Regions from separate parts of the Columba livia genome. Here region 1 is linked to region 2. Evidence: chromatin contacts called from public Hi-C data. All regions are on one chromosome and are shown on one strand. The core of a region is the stretch at or near the end of the contact, and the rest is flanking DNA. Distances in the headings are between cores, read along the strand shown. Region 1 overlaps CENPP (centromere protein P). Region 2 holds the start of CENPP (centromere protein P).

What was found. A called contact is a pair of places that touch in the nucleus more often than the background predicts.
Region 1: a Hi-C map of liver shows a contact between it and region 2, with 2.5 times the contacts expected there. The contact joins the enhancer-like site here to the promoter of CENPP in region 2. A contact is called at or near these places in 2 of 2 Hi-C or Micro-C datasets (crop and liver).

The regions. Positions count from the first base shown.
Region 1 is chr10:4,814,279-4,821,587 of bColLiv1.pat.W.v2, reverse strand. CENPP (centromere protein P) reads right to left here. Exons shown (of 9, transcript XM_005508881.4): 7 at 1,751-1,830; 8 at 135-226. Among named protein-coding and RNA genes, the nearest start is that of ECM2, 23 kb to the right of the region's middle. Within about 2 kb of position 2,772, at least 2 of the 3 cell types and tissues checked have an H3K27ac peak away from gene starts, as active enhancers do.
Region 2 is chr10:4,682,788-4,689,779 of bColLiv1.pat.W.v2, reverse strand. CENPP (centromere protein P) reads right to left here and starts at 4,016. Exons shown (of 9, transcript XM_005508881.4): 1 at 3,471-4,016; 2 at 1,777-1,928; 3 at 818-975; 4 at 369-457. The coding sequence starts at 1,913. NOL8 (nucleolar protein 8) reads left to right here and starts at 4,106. Exons shown (of 17, transcript XM_065074501.1): 1 at 4,106-4,312; 2 at 4,815-4,998; 3 at 5,170-5,232; 4 at 6,060-6,138; 5 at 6,639-6,786. The coding sequence starts at 4,860.

The DNA of each region.
Region 1 (7,309 bases), core at 1,523-4,022, 130 kb before region 2:
CTTGCTAAATTGACATTTGTTTGCTTGGTTGGGTTCTGCAAGATGGATTTCAGCTTTACCTAAAGTTGCCAAAAATGTAGGACAGGCATTGTACTTGAAAGCTCAGAAAGGGGCTCTGGAGTAAATGACGTTACCTTGCTCTGGTACTTTGGTCAGCAGGTCCAGAACAGGTGTAGTTCTCCCTTCTTCATCCAGATGTATCTTCCAAACAATCATTAATTCAAACCTGTATCATGTATACAGACAAGCTAGGTGAGTGTTAACAAGGCAACTGTCTTTAAGGTTTCTTCGAAGCGGAAAGTACAGTATTGAGGAGGCTCACACTCATTACGCTCTTAAACAGAATTCACCTCAGGTAATGCAAATTGCCCATCTCTCTGTTTGGAAATCAGAAATACTCATGTTTTGAACCAAGGAAAACTGCTCATCTCCTGCCAAGGAAAGGTTATTGAAAATTTGAACATAGCTGGAAATGAAGCAACCTCGAGGATTTTTTCCCCCCGGTTCTTGTATTTGTCTCGTGAATAGTAGGGTTTTTGGAGCAGTGAGAAAAAGACAGAAAATGAGAGACTGATTTTTCCCTTCCTCCTGGCCCCTTATGTGACGTCTGCACCTGGGGTCAGCTATTGTGCCAGGTACAGAAGAAAACTGATTCAGAAGTAGTGATGTTTTGGGTTTGGAATAAGATTCACCCCAATATTGTTCATGGGCTTCTTAGGATAACACACAGGGATAAATACATCCATGGCCTAGATTGCTGCATTTGTTTGCTTTAATTTTTTTAAAAATAACCATCCTGAGTTCATTCAAAGCTGCTGGGCACAGGAACCCATCACTGCTCGGGAAATGATTTTTAAATTCTTGTATTTTATGATGGTGGGTGAGAGGCAACGTGTAATGGAACATGACACCTGTCAACATGAAGAGAAACTACGAAATAAAGCAGCTTGTTTTCTGTGATGGTCTAACAACAAGTCATTTCAGCAACCCAGAGCATTTAGTTTTAAACGGCAGACTTGGCTAAACTGAGACAACACTATCTATTATGGTTTATTTGGTAGTTCCAAATACGACAGAGGGAGCTATGCTTTATTTCTAGTTATTTCCATATAAATTAAAGCATGTTATAGCAAAGATGTCATAGGAGAAGGGAACAATCTGATCCCTTCACAAAATAGCTACTTTTCCTGGCCCTTACAGAATTCCTGACAGTGATAATAATATTGTCTTACATGCTACTTCAAGGAATTTTCTTCTCTGTTTAGAAGCCCAAACCTGCCAGAAGGTGTCCGGCAGGGAGCCCAAACCACTCCAGCATGTCTGATAGAGCAATAACAATAAATGGCAGTGCAATTATCTCCTCTCTCATCTGATTTTCTTCTAAAACAATGGAAAAATTCAGCTACAGTTGCTTTCAGTAACACGGTAACTGTGATTTTCTTTGTGTTCTTTAATGCAAGGAAGAGCAGAGAGCAGCAGCGCTGGGTGAGCATGAGCTGTCGCAGGGACGGCCGCGCTGGCCTGGCCTGACAGGGGGACTTGGACATATACTTTTGTAATTTAAAATTCTTCCTCCTCCTAGTGTTCCTCATGTGTGGTTATAGCCCTAAAACGTAACATAGATCATCTGATCCCTGCGTTTAGAGGCATTACAAAGCAAAGAGTGACGATGTTCAAGCAGACTGATTACGTATAAATTGTCAATATGCCTTTCACAATCATAAATCGATAAATGTATTTATTGGCTTACCCGGACACTTTGGGGTTCCTCAGGATTATATAATCTCCCCACAGTCCATCCGGAAGGGCCACAATGTCTGGATATTTGGCCTGTGAATAAACAAGTTCAAAAGGATACAAATTAGGTCAGAAAAATCAGAGTAGACAAGGTGGTTCTTGCCCATTGCATTGCAGTGGATTTTAATATGCTGCCACTCTTAGCTTCCATTTGTAATAGTTAAGAGTAACAATATGAATAGTTTAAAATTCTGCTCTTACAAATAAAGTTTTGATGGTTTGAGTTTTTGTTTTGTTTTCTTTTTTTAGTATCATTCGTGTGGTATCAAGAGATAATAAATTGGGTCACCTCAGAGGAGAAAACAGTATCACACACTTGTTAGGGATCCTTGTGCAAGATCTAGAAAACCTTGAAAGAATATTTTTAACCAAGCTCTGTTAATTTGATTTAATAGCACGTTATAATACATCACCTGTCACGTCCCCCTCCCCCTTAGTTTAAACAACCTTACTAGTACACTGTTTTGATATTCCTTTGAGAAAGAGCATCACCCAGTTCCACACAGCGTAAGGGCATAAGGGCAACCAGATGCCAAAACAACCACTATTATCACAATATAACGGGACAATGGAAACATGATAAAACACACTAAGCTACTGACTACTACTAAATTCCACATTAATGGGAGTTAGAGCTATTTTGAATTACTCCAGTGTACAACAATTGATCAGATTATCATTCCATCACTTGGTTAGTGCATCTAATATTTTACAGCCTCCAATATGTATATATTTAATTACCTAAGACACAGAACTTCTGCTATAATTATTTTAAAAGTGCATAAAAGCAGAATAGTAGCTATGTGTGGATCCTTGAGAAGTTTTGCAGCATATCTGGTGACAGGTTACTCGGCGTATGAGATGCATATACATCAACACACAGAGAGAACACGATTCCTGCACCCTGCAGGGATGTGCTGTTGCAAAAGAAAACAGAGTCCAGACACAGCTGGTTGTTGTGAAGACTTTAACACTATTACTTGCTTGTGCTGTCTTATGTACAGGTTACAAAGCCCTGTTCCAAAATTTGCAGTTTATAAAGTGTGAAAAGGCTGTCACAGCCTAAATGGTTCTGCAGCGCTCACGGGGCAAGCGGTAAGTCTTACGGAAAAGGAGCAGGAGAGCTCGTCTCCGAAAAGCACTGGAGAAAATGAGTTGGGTTTTACAGGATTACGCCTCATCTGGCAGACTGAAATTGCTACCAGATGTGACCTTGCTCTGGGGTTTAGGAATTTATGACAAACTAAAAGGGGTTTGTGCAGAATGCCAAATGACATAGAACACATGGAATTTGCCAGTTTTAACGTCTACCAAGTATCTAGTAGCGCATTTACCATGGGGATAAAGACCATGCTCTGTCCTGGGAACAAAGACACATAAGGGGCAACAAAGCGTGCGGCAGATACAGCATGAAAACGTGGCCGATGCGAGGTCAGTCGCCCAGCAGAACAGTGACCTTTCTTCAGCTCTACTACCTGTGCAATTACGCTTCTCTGATGATAAAATAAAACAAGTTTTTCAGGCTTTCCATCTCAAGAACCCACATCTTTGATATTCATTACATACCTTCATTTGTTTGATATCATAGGTCTTGGAGCATCTAGCGACCTCTTTAGGTCCAAGTTGCAAATACTAGACATTTAGGATTATATCTGGTGAACTCAACTCAAAGTTCGTTGTTTACAAGAGATCCCAAGTATACCACAGCTAAACACCAACTCATGTTGTGTCTTCACATGACCATACCGAGGCCTTTGGGAGTCACAAGAGAAAACAGATCAGAGGCAGCAGATAAGAGTTCCAATTGTCAAACCGCTGTAAAATGCACCCATGACTTGTTTGGGAGTTCCTGCGCAGCTGCCATAACCAATGCGTTTACCCCCACCTAGCGGGTGGTATTTTATGTTGCACAGAAACCAGAGGTATCGCAAGGAAATCTCAAAGTTGTGTTTTTCTGTTGTCTAAAAGCTCCTCTGTACCCAGGAGAGACTGCACTGGTGAGTTCTGCACACAGCAAGCGGTTATTCTTTGCCTCAAAGGCGTGCCAGGGGTTCTGACATCTGTCTGAATGCTGAGAGAATCTGATCTTGTGTGAAATTCACAGGGTTTGGGATAAAATCCAGGAAAGATGATACTTTAGCAATGTGCAAAACACACAAAAAGCCAAAGCGCAAATACCTGCACGTCTCGTCAGGCGCGTTACAGGCCAGAGCTGTGGCTGTACTGGTGTCACACAGCAGCACGAGGGGGCGACCGTCCCGCAGCCCGGGGTGACTCCTGACAGCCACCCTGCAGAGGCAGGGAGCAAACCTGCCGCACCCAGGGGTAAGCAAGTGATGTTAAACACTGACAGTTCCGGGAACAAGCCCCAGGATCTACCTTTCATATTCCACATATAAAGCCTGACATCTGTATCCCACAGGTAAAACGTGGGGATCTGGCACGTAGATGAACACCAGGCACACCTTGTGTACCAGCTGCAATAGTTCTGACCGAACTGTAACTCCAAATACACTTTGTGGGTACCGGGTTATCACCTCATATTCTCTGCTGTGCAACTTTTCTAAATTTTCCCTGAGGAAAAGCAAAGTGGAGCAATAAGTGGGTAACAGGACGGCCTGATCCACCAAAGGGTCCCTCGGGACAGTCAGGGACTCCCGTGGGATGTCATGAGGTGGGCACCAGGCAGCTGGAAGATGACACCTCGAGTAGTGCGATACCAGATGGGAAAGATCAGCTACAACTGCATTAAGCAAAAACTGACTTTAATAAAGAAATATTTTTCCTCAGATGACTTTTAAATGTCGGTTTATGATCAAAACCAAAAGCTCATGCTATTATTACTTCTGGACGGAAATAGCTTTTCCAGCTCCTTCAGGAGTCCAAGCAAGGAATCTGATGGGAACTTTTGTCTAAAACAGAAATAGCCTCAACTCACCACGGGACAGCTATCGGGATGGAATACTCTGCCTGCCCTTTCTCCCTTGACAGATTTTACAGATACACAGAGGCATGTGAGTGAATAAACTTGTAGTATCTATTTTAAAACAAAATATACTATTCTTCAGCTGTTTTAAATCACATTGCAATATTCTGCAACCTAAAACTCTTCTAAGGAAAGTGTTTTAAGTCATTCAGCTTAAGCACCACGACTAAGAATGCAAAATTGGAAGGCAGAAGCTAAGCTGAAAGCAGACAAACTTACTTCTAACCCACTTACCCAGAAAATATGCTGCTCTGCTCTTAGATGGAACAATAGATCACACTTACTACTAATTCTGAACTTGGCATTCTGTTAGAAGGGCTGTATATAAAGAGCACTGTGCAAGTCATGCTACTACTAGTTGCTCTGCAAATGTAAACTACTTCCAAAGTTACCAAAGATGCTCCATTTAGGCTCTGATTTGGGGTGAATTATGTGTGTTTTGCTCAGCTAAGGCCACAGTATCATCCACTGATGTCACATACATGGTACCATCAAGACCTTAAATAACAACATAACTGTAACTTCAGGAATTAAAATACAAACTATTTGCGAAAATTATTAAAATTCTAGATACTGTAGAATACCAATAACAACATGATTAGATTCCAGAAGCATCAAACAAGCTCCCAGCCTGCTGCCCACTGCAAAAATTTCTGTCAATCCTATAAGTAGCCACCAAATGGGAAACAATGCTGGTGAGCGGAGGGGACTCTGAACCCACAGCCTCGGCCGCCGGGTTAGCAGCAGCTGGGTTGTGAAATTACAGTCTAACTCAAATAACAACAAAAGGAATGATTTTACTATTACCGTGATCACATAGATACTTAAAACCAGCAATCACCAAGCTACAAAACAGAAGTGCAGCAATTACATTTTTAGAAATTAGTTTGTATTTCTTCTTCTACTAAGCCTTCTGCCAGCCCAGAAAAATACAGTTCAATCTATGAGATCTGGCCCTACAATCTATCTGTCCTTAGTGCACATTGCACTCAGTTCACCAAGAATTTTTATCCTCAAGTCACAAACTATGTTAATCTGTCACGAACTGAACATCACATATACATTCACATTGCACATAAATTTTCAATTATCTTTCTGGAAATGTCATTTAAGTTGATGAGTTTCATTTTTAGGTATCGGGCAATAAATTTGTTAATGCATTTCAATTAAGTAAAATATTTTGTACTGTAACACAGCTGTCACCAACATGAACATGTAACAAGGATTTTCACTTTCCTGTATTTTTAAAGCACAGTGGCAAGCCCTAAATCAGTGAAGAATCTCTCCAAAAGATTTAACTTTCCTTGTCTCAACAGGCACCTCAGTTTTCAACAGACAAGACAAAACAGTCTGCCAATACAATGTAACTGAGAAATGAAAGAAAAGAAACACCCTATTTTTTGCTCTTCCCTTCCTCTCCACTGCCCGACTGGGCAAGAGCAGCTCTGTATAAACCCGTGTACACAAAACATCTCAATACAAGGATAAATGAAAAACCTACACAGCCATGGTTTTGAGAGGGTTTCTATCTCAAAGTTGAATTTTTTGAGACTTCTTTTGAATTGAAAATCAACAGGCAAAGTTTGGAACCTTCAGAATACCCCGGGAGACGAGGAACCCATTGCCTGCAGATGCTGCAAGTTCGTCACATGCTGAAGTTGATGTTCTTTATGTAAAAGGTTTTGCTGTACAATGGCAGCGTTTGTGTATTTTTAATGGAATACTGTAAACACTACCAGTATCATTAAACATTACACTCAAAGCCTGACAGGTCTGCAGTTCCACTATGGGAAGCGCATTCAGCAAAAGCCTTTCAGTCTGATCAACTGGAACCCCTGAGTCACAAAGACAAATGATTCACAAAGGGAAAATTCCAACAGAAAGACATTTTGTTTTCAATATGCCACATGTTAAATTGGATTTCATCTCACATTTCATTTAAAGGCGCTTCTAAAAAGTATGAAAAGAAAGAAGCACAGTAATGATAATTTAAATGTATGAACGTAATGAGCAAATCTCTACTATGTCTCCTTAGGGATTTGTTTAGTATCCACCAAACAGAAATATTAGACAAATAGGAGTGATACAAATATTTCATTTCTTACAAAGAAACCCAGTGTTATGACTGTCACAATTAATTAAATGATTCCACTGTTACAAATACAAAGTCAGCTATGGGCAAACAGCACCCTCCACTGCTTTAAACCTGGCCAAAGAAGAACACCAGTCCATTAAATAACTACCCAACAGCAACATAAATTATTACATTATCGTTAAATTGACTAGCTTTGTCTGCCAAGATTTGTTCTTGTATATGTAAAACTGATGCAGATGTAAAGTGAATGAATTTCCTCTTATTTTTGAGAAGCATCAGTTGCACAGGTAAAATTAGACCTGTAAAATATCAAAACAACAATCAGTATAGAACACACTTGGAGAACTTACTTGGAGAGAACTACTTAGAATTTACTTTCATCTGATATACCTCAGAATCTGAGTATGTTTATCTTACAGGCTGACATGGTT
Region 2 (6,992 bases), core at 2,767-5,266:
AGCCAAGCTATTACAAATTTAACAAAAACAAAAGGAAAACAGAAAAAAAAAGAAACAAAACAGAAAACTGTTCAAGTTTATAGTGTTTTAGCTTTTCCTCAGTTTCCTCAATAGAAGAAAGGTTCAGAGTTTTCCCATGTCCAGAACAAGAGATCTGACTGGAGAACACAGTAAGAATTTCATGACTGAATGTAGAACCCGACCTTCAGAATTATTTTGCTTGGGTGAGCATGGAACTCAAAAGTTGGGCCCAGCTGTTACAGGGTGAAAACTACCCACTGAGGCTTAGATTAAGGAGACTCAGGCAATCGAAGTGACAAGATACCATTTGAAGTTTTGTTCATTTGCCTGGTTGCATTGATCCTTACCTGCATTTCAAGAAGCTGGAATTCCAATTCAAAAGACAGGGAGTGGCAATTCCCCAATAATCTGTGCTTCTGCACTGTTCTGTTTCTAGCTGTTATAAAATAAAGTAAATAAAACACTTTATTATAATTTTATTCAACAATTATTGTATTTCTTCTATTAGTGATATTTGAAGTACCCACAGATACCACCCATCATATAAATTAAAAAGTCAAGTTAAACTCATTAAAAAAACCCAAACAACTAACTTCACTGTAGTCTTTAACTTTCCCAGTATGCAAAGTACCATATTTACTCAGAAACTACTTTTTCTCTATTGACAATTCTATTGTATTTCAAAATAATTATTTCTGCTAACGTTGAAAGCAGAATTACAACATGCATTTGCAAATGTAACGAACTGAAACAGTATGTTCAGGTTAGCACCAGTAAAGGGCACAAAATTGCTTACTTTTTTCCACTGTTTTCTTGCAATGACTTGTGAACTGAATACCAGTAAATTTCATTAAAAATGAGAGATCTGTTTCTAGACTTTCCAGCTCAGCTTTCAGGTCTGATGGAAATCCATGTCCTCCAGATTGTCTCTGAAATTCTTTCTGGAATGAATTACTAGAATTCAAAAATAAAAATCAAAAGGACAAAAGATCAAGACATAAGAACATGTTTTGTCATCAATACAACAATACCATTAAATAAAAGGCATTTGTAATGGGATCTGATGATTTTCAGAACAAGATCAGCCAGATTTCAGTTACAGCATAATTACTAGGAACAGTAAGCTATTCTAACTTGCATAAATACTTTATGTTCACTGCCAGGCAGACACAGCCTTCATTATTAGCCTTGAGATGCAAGTAGCTATTCTGAGGAACGTACAACAAAAAAGAGCTATGATGCCTTTACTCATCTGAATGGCTTGTTTTTTCTACAGTGTGTACATTTACTATAGAATATCAGTTAAATAGTGGAAATTAAAAGCCCTAACATAGCTCTTCTTTAGCACATAACTAGTCACACCCGTACCTGTTCCCAGTTTTTTAATTAAGTAAATGTGTGGATCTGTTTCACAGTGCATAATGGAAAACACGGCCTTTGCAATCAACTTTGCAGGGCTCACACAGTAAGGCAGCTGTTATGATGCTCTGATCACTCCAACTGCCTTTATTTTGGGGGGGGGAAAGGAAGAGCAAAAAAGCCAAAACCCCCCAAAACACAAACTAGCAACAGAAGGCAGTAAAAAAAAAATATCAACTATTCATGATCTGTAACTTTTTACCACATATAGGTCATGTCCTAAACAAGATCAGCACTTTATGAATAACATAAAGTCCCAACATAGAGGCAAAAGCTTATCCTAAACAATTTTGACAAATAAACAGTATGAATCCAACATATAAAAAAAAGGCATACATTGACATTAATATCTCCTCTTCAGAAAAAGAGACGGATTCTTGTTGGTTAGCTTCATACTTTTCAGTCAATAGCCTAATTTCTTCTTCCAATGACTGGATTTCATCTTTGTAAGCTTGGCAAAGGCTGCTGTCCATTTCTCAGAATTGTTACTACACAAAACAAGAACAGTATATTTCTTAGACCACATAAAAAAAGTAAACCATTTTCCAAATAAATTATTTTTATCCAAGGAATTAATTTAAGAAATGAAAATATGACATTAGGCAATTGTTTCTCCTACCCCCTCTACTTAAAATGACAGTGCTGTTTTATTTTATGACTTCGGAAAACTGAAGAATTGTTACGCACAACTTTTAAATATCCCAGGTAGCTTTGACAAGTACAATAATTAATACCTCTGTAAAAAATTCTCGAGTGTCAAATGCTGCTGTTTGCTACAGAAGATTAACATATAAACCTTAGACCATAGAAAGTCCACTTAGAAAGACACTGGTCTGCAAGTAGAAACCACGAGAGCAGAAAAGTCACGTTTTTCCACAATTCTAAATGTAACAAAGCTTTCTGAGAAACATGATAACTGACAATTTCCTCCAGGAGTGTAACCAGCTATTTTACATTTGCTGTAATAGAAGAACAAGCTGTTCTGCAGGTAGAAGGCAAAGAAACGGAATCCAGCTTTGAGCAATTCACCTGACAATCCACCTGATTAAGTGAGGCACAGCTGTTCCCTGTTACTACTAACACAGTAACATAATATGCCTTTCAAGTAAACAGCAGTAAAGAGTAACAAAGAAAAAAAAGTGTTTTGCAAATAATTCAAAATACATAAACATCAATTTTACAAAATAATAAAATCTGACATTCAGCCTAGACATGGCACATTCAAAGGACAGTGGACAACGTTATGCAGCTCAATACTGATGTATTAACACTTACAACTAGAAAAAAACAAACTAGTTTTACGTGTTTTTAAACAACCCCTACTGTACTTGCAAGATCCACATTAACATGGTTCAATAAAAAGGGATGAAAGGGATAGGGAGGAAATAGACTTTTGTTGGTTAATTTCATAACAACATTCAAAACACATTTTGCAACAGAAACTTATTTAGTGAATAAAGAAAGCACATGCAACTGAAGAATCACTGAGATTGTACCTACTCATGACTTCCTCTGAAATTTTAAAGCAATCTTATGCAACATATGTCAACAAACAAGATCAGCAGGGACAAGAAATAGAAGCTCTCAGCTTTCAATGCACACCATTAGGTTTGCTTGTTTTCATTTGTTTGTTTTTGATCTGGATACACTGCAGGAAGTTTTGGTCATAACACAGAGTACGTAGAGTGCAAAAAACAAACAAACAAAACAACAACAAACATCCACACATGACAATAACCAGAACTCCATCCTAGGTTTTTAGCTAATTCCTCTTTGAACAACTGGCTGTTTTGAAAACAGTAAAAGAGCAGATATTCTGCTTACGGCTGTTTTAACTCAAGTGATTTTTCTAAAATACAGAAGACTCAAAGACTAGTTATAACTCCAAAGACCGTTACCTCCAGAAAAAAGTACCCACACATTCTATTAAATAAAACACCACTTTAACAACAGTCGTTTCTCGTCACTGTAAGCACACACAGACGTATCTATTGATGCATTTATGGTAAATATTTCACATTTCTACGTACCTGCCAGTATACACGCCTATACACTTGCTTTCAAACTGCCACAAGAGCTGTGAAAATCATTCAAGAGTTTGTGAGAAACGAGCTGGTGGGGTTCTGCGTGCCGCTGCTTTCCTTGCACCCTCCAGACCTCACAGGTGACGGCTGGAAACGCCTCAGACGAGCCGCTGCTTCCCAGCTCGTCCCAAAGCACGGGCTGAGACTCACAGGTGCCGGTGATTGCCCGGGCGTCTCGACGCACGCCCAAGGAAAGCAACTGCAGCCCCCTCCGACCCCAGAGCCCCAGCAAGCGGAGGGGTCCCCACAACCCCGACACCCCGAGCCCGGCGCTGAGGGACCGGAGCCGCGCGCTGAGGGGAGAGACGCCGCGCGCGCTCCGCGCCCAGAGGAGGAGCGGCAGCCGCGCTCGCGCCCCGAGCCTTCGAACTGCGCGCCCAACCAGCCCGCTGCGGACCTGGGCGCTACCACACTGCTCCCCGAGCAGAGGGCGCTGGCTGTGCCTTCATTTCCCTCTGGCAAAAAATGAGAACCGCCTTTCTAGCGCTTCTATAAGTCATTATTTGATACTGATATCAAAATCATTATTTTGTTAGATATTTCCTTAATTTTTTTTTCTTTTGCTAACGTCTCGCAGAAACCCCCCTACTTTTTTTCCCGCTTAGTTACGCCCGAACCGTCCGCGGTCACACGACCCAGCCTGTGTGTTCCCCTCACACCTGACCGGTCGGAAACAGGAAGCCGGAGGAGCATCCAGCAGCCACAGGATGCGGAACCCAGGGAGCGCTGTGAAGGGATGCTGGGGGGCGATAAATTGAGTTGCGCTACGGGGCCCGCACATGGAGGAGGTGAGAGAGTGGGGTGTCGCGGGGGCTGTGCGGTGCTGGTTCCCGGGGGTGCTGGTTCCCGGGGGTGCTGGTTCCCGGGGGTGCTCCTGGGCCGTTGGCTGGGTCCTGGGCCTCGCTCTCTCCTAGGAGGCAGCAGCTGCGTCTGGGGTGGCTCGCGCCGCTTTTTCCTCTCCCGCTTTGTTCGCCCCCGTCCCTGTGTCTGTTTCCCCCCTCAGAAAATCCCTAGCGAGCTCATACCTGTAAGAGCTGTTGTCACCGCCGTGCACCCACTCATAGGCTCTGAGGCTTAAAAATAACCCAAAACCTAAACCCTAGTTATGTACAGCAACACTGTTTAGTGGCACTGAGGCAGAGCGCATTATAATAATCCAAAGTAAAGGGGCCTTCTTCCCAAAAAGTTCTTTGTGGAGGATGTATGATGGAATGATTTGTTCTATAATTTAGTATTATGGTTGCATTAATCTGTAGAGTGTGTTAGGGAGCTGTTACTGTTTTCTTACAGCAACACAGAGTGTGTGCTATGGGTGGGACAGTTTGACTCTTCAACATGGAGAAGAAACCGGTCTCAAAACGCTTATACGTTGGAGGGCTTGGCCATACGGTTTCTAAGGCTGAACTGCAAGAAAGATTTGGCGAGTTTGGGGATGTTTTGGATGCAGAGATTATTACCAGAAAAGATGATCAAGGTAACGGTTTTGCATTATCCTTTAAAAGTGGATTGTCTTTCAATGTGTTGTGTGCAATGCTGTGTGCTTTTGCTTCAGAGACCCTTTATTTTCAGGAAATAGCTTAATTTTCAGTTTTAAAGGAAACACTGAAATGACATAGAAGTTAACTGAATGTTTATCATTTATCAGGGAACCCTATGAAAACTTTTGCTTACATCAGTGTCAGCATTTCTGATGCAGATCTTAGAAAGTGTAAGTACTTTTTTTTTTTCTTTAAGCAATTCATGTTTTTGAGCCAAATCAGGATGTGGTCAAGGTAGACCCTCTTTGATTCTGTTGTCATATTAATTTTCTTTAAGCTGCAATTTTATGGAAGGTGGTTTACTGGAGTTTTCAGTAAATAGGTGTAAGAACATTAAGAAGATTAGTTGTGACTGAAATAAGCAATTTATGAGTTTGTTCTAGACCTTTTATGAAAAGATGTAGGAAATGTGCTTTGAACACTTTCATCAGGTCCATAAAACAGTAGAAGTGACTTGACATGAGAGGAAACCTAAAGCAGAGTTTATGTAAAGCATGCTTCTGTTAGAGCAATTTTGTAAATCCCAGAATGGTTGGATTACAAAACTACTGGCAGTGTTATAATACCACCTGTGTATTGTGTAGCAGCAAAATGACAGGTGAAGGTACCTGTACCTGAAGAGAGGGGTTGGTAAGGCGTCATTTTATCCAGGGGATGCTGCCATTAGGAATAGGAAAGCTGAAGTACAGAAGTTCTTATGTAGAGAAGGACCTATCCAACAGTACTGTAAAAAACTTCAGAGTACATGTATCTGAATTTTGAGCTTTGAATTTGAACTGAACCAGACAGACTTGAATGACTCTTTTGAAGTCAGAACTTTAATTTTGGATTAATACCTTTTTGTTTAAGATTTGGATATTAGGCCTTTCAGACATAAACTTCAGTGAGTAATGAAGTGCTAAAGAAACTTTAGTCTGTCTTAGAAGGAGGTGTAGTTAGGTCTAATGTGTATTTTTTTACGTAGAAAATACTCATTTTCCATTTCCTTGTTTTATAGGCATGTCAGTTTTAAATAAATCTAAATGGAAAGGAGGGACACTGCAAATTGAGTTGGCCAAAGAAAGTTTTTTGCACAGGTAAAAATGAATGAACGAATTGTGTTGCTAAAGTTACCCTTTTCTGTTTATCTGATAGCATTCTGGCTGTGCTTTCATCTGCTATGCTCTTATTCTTTGTAGTTTTTGTTTACATTTGTAGACTGTTGATGCATATAAGATATGCAACGTGTTGTGCATCATTATTCCCTTAAAGCAGATGTGTAAAACTCATTTTCACTGGGGGCCATTTCAGCCTCGTGGTTGCCTTCAAAGGGCCAAATGTAATTTTAGGACTGTATAAATGTAACTACAACCGTAAGGCTGATGTGGCCCCCAGTGAAAATGAGTTGGACACCCCTGCCTTAAAGGTAACACATCTGTTAATTTCCTTAAGTCGTGAATGGTTACTGTTCTGTGGGAGAGAATCACAGAATGTCCTGAGTTGGAAGGGGCACAAAAGGATCATTGAGGGTCACTGCCAGCTCTAATTTAGCACACATGTAGACCTTTTTTCACATATGATGTACTTTTTTGTACAGGCTCACCGTGGAGAGGGAGGAGGCAAAGCTGCAGAAAGAAAAGCCACCAAGAAATGACAAAACATGTCTGTTAGACTCACTGAAAAAAGCTGGAGTTGTAGACTTTCACATGAAAGCAGTACCAGGTACAGAGGTGCCAGACCATAAGGTATGGTGGGGTAGGTGGACAGAGAATTAAATCAAAAGCCAGAATCAGGCACAAGCTTATTACAGCTAAATTTATGTCAAATCTGTACTTTTATTAAGTGTGATAGTGCAACTCGTGTAAAGTAGTGTAAAAAATACCTGATGTGTAGACATGTGGAATGTTCCTGTCCTTCTTTGTGATGACTAAAAATGGTACTGTCCTCTCTG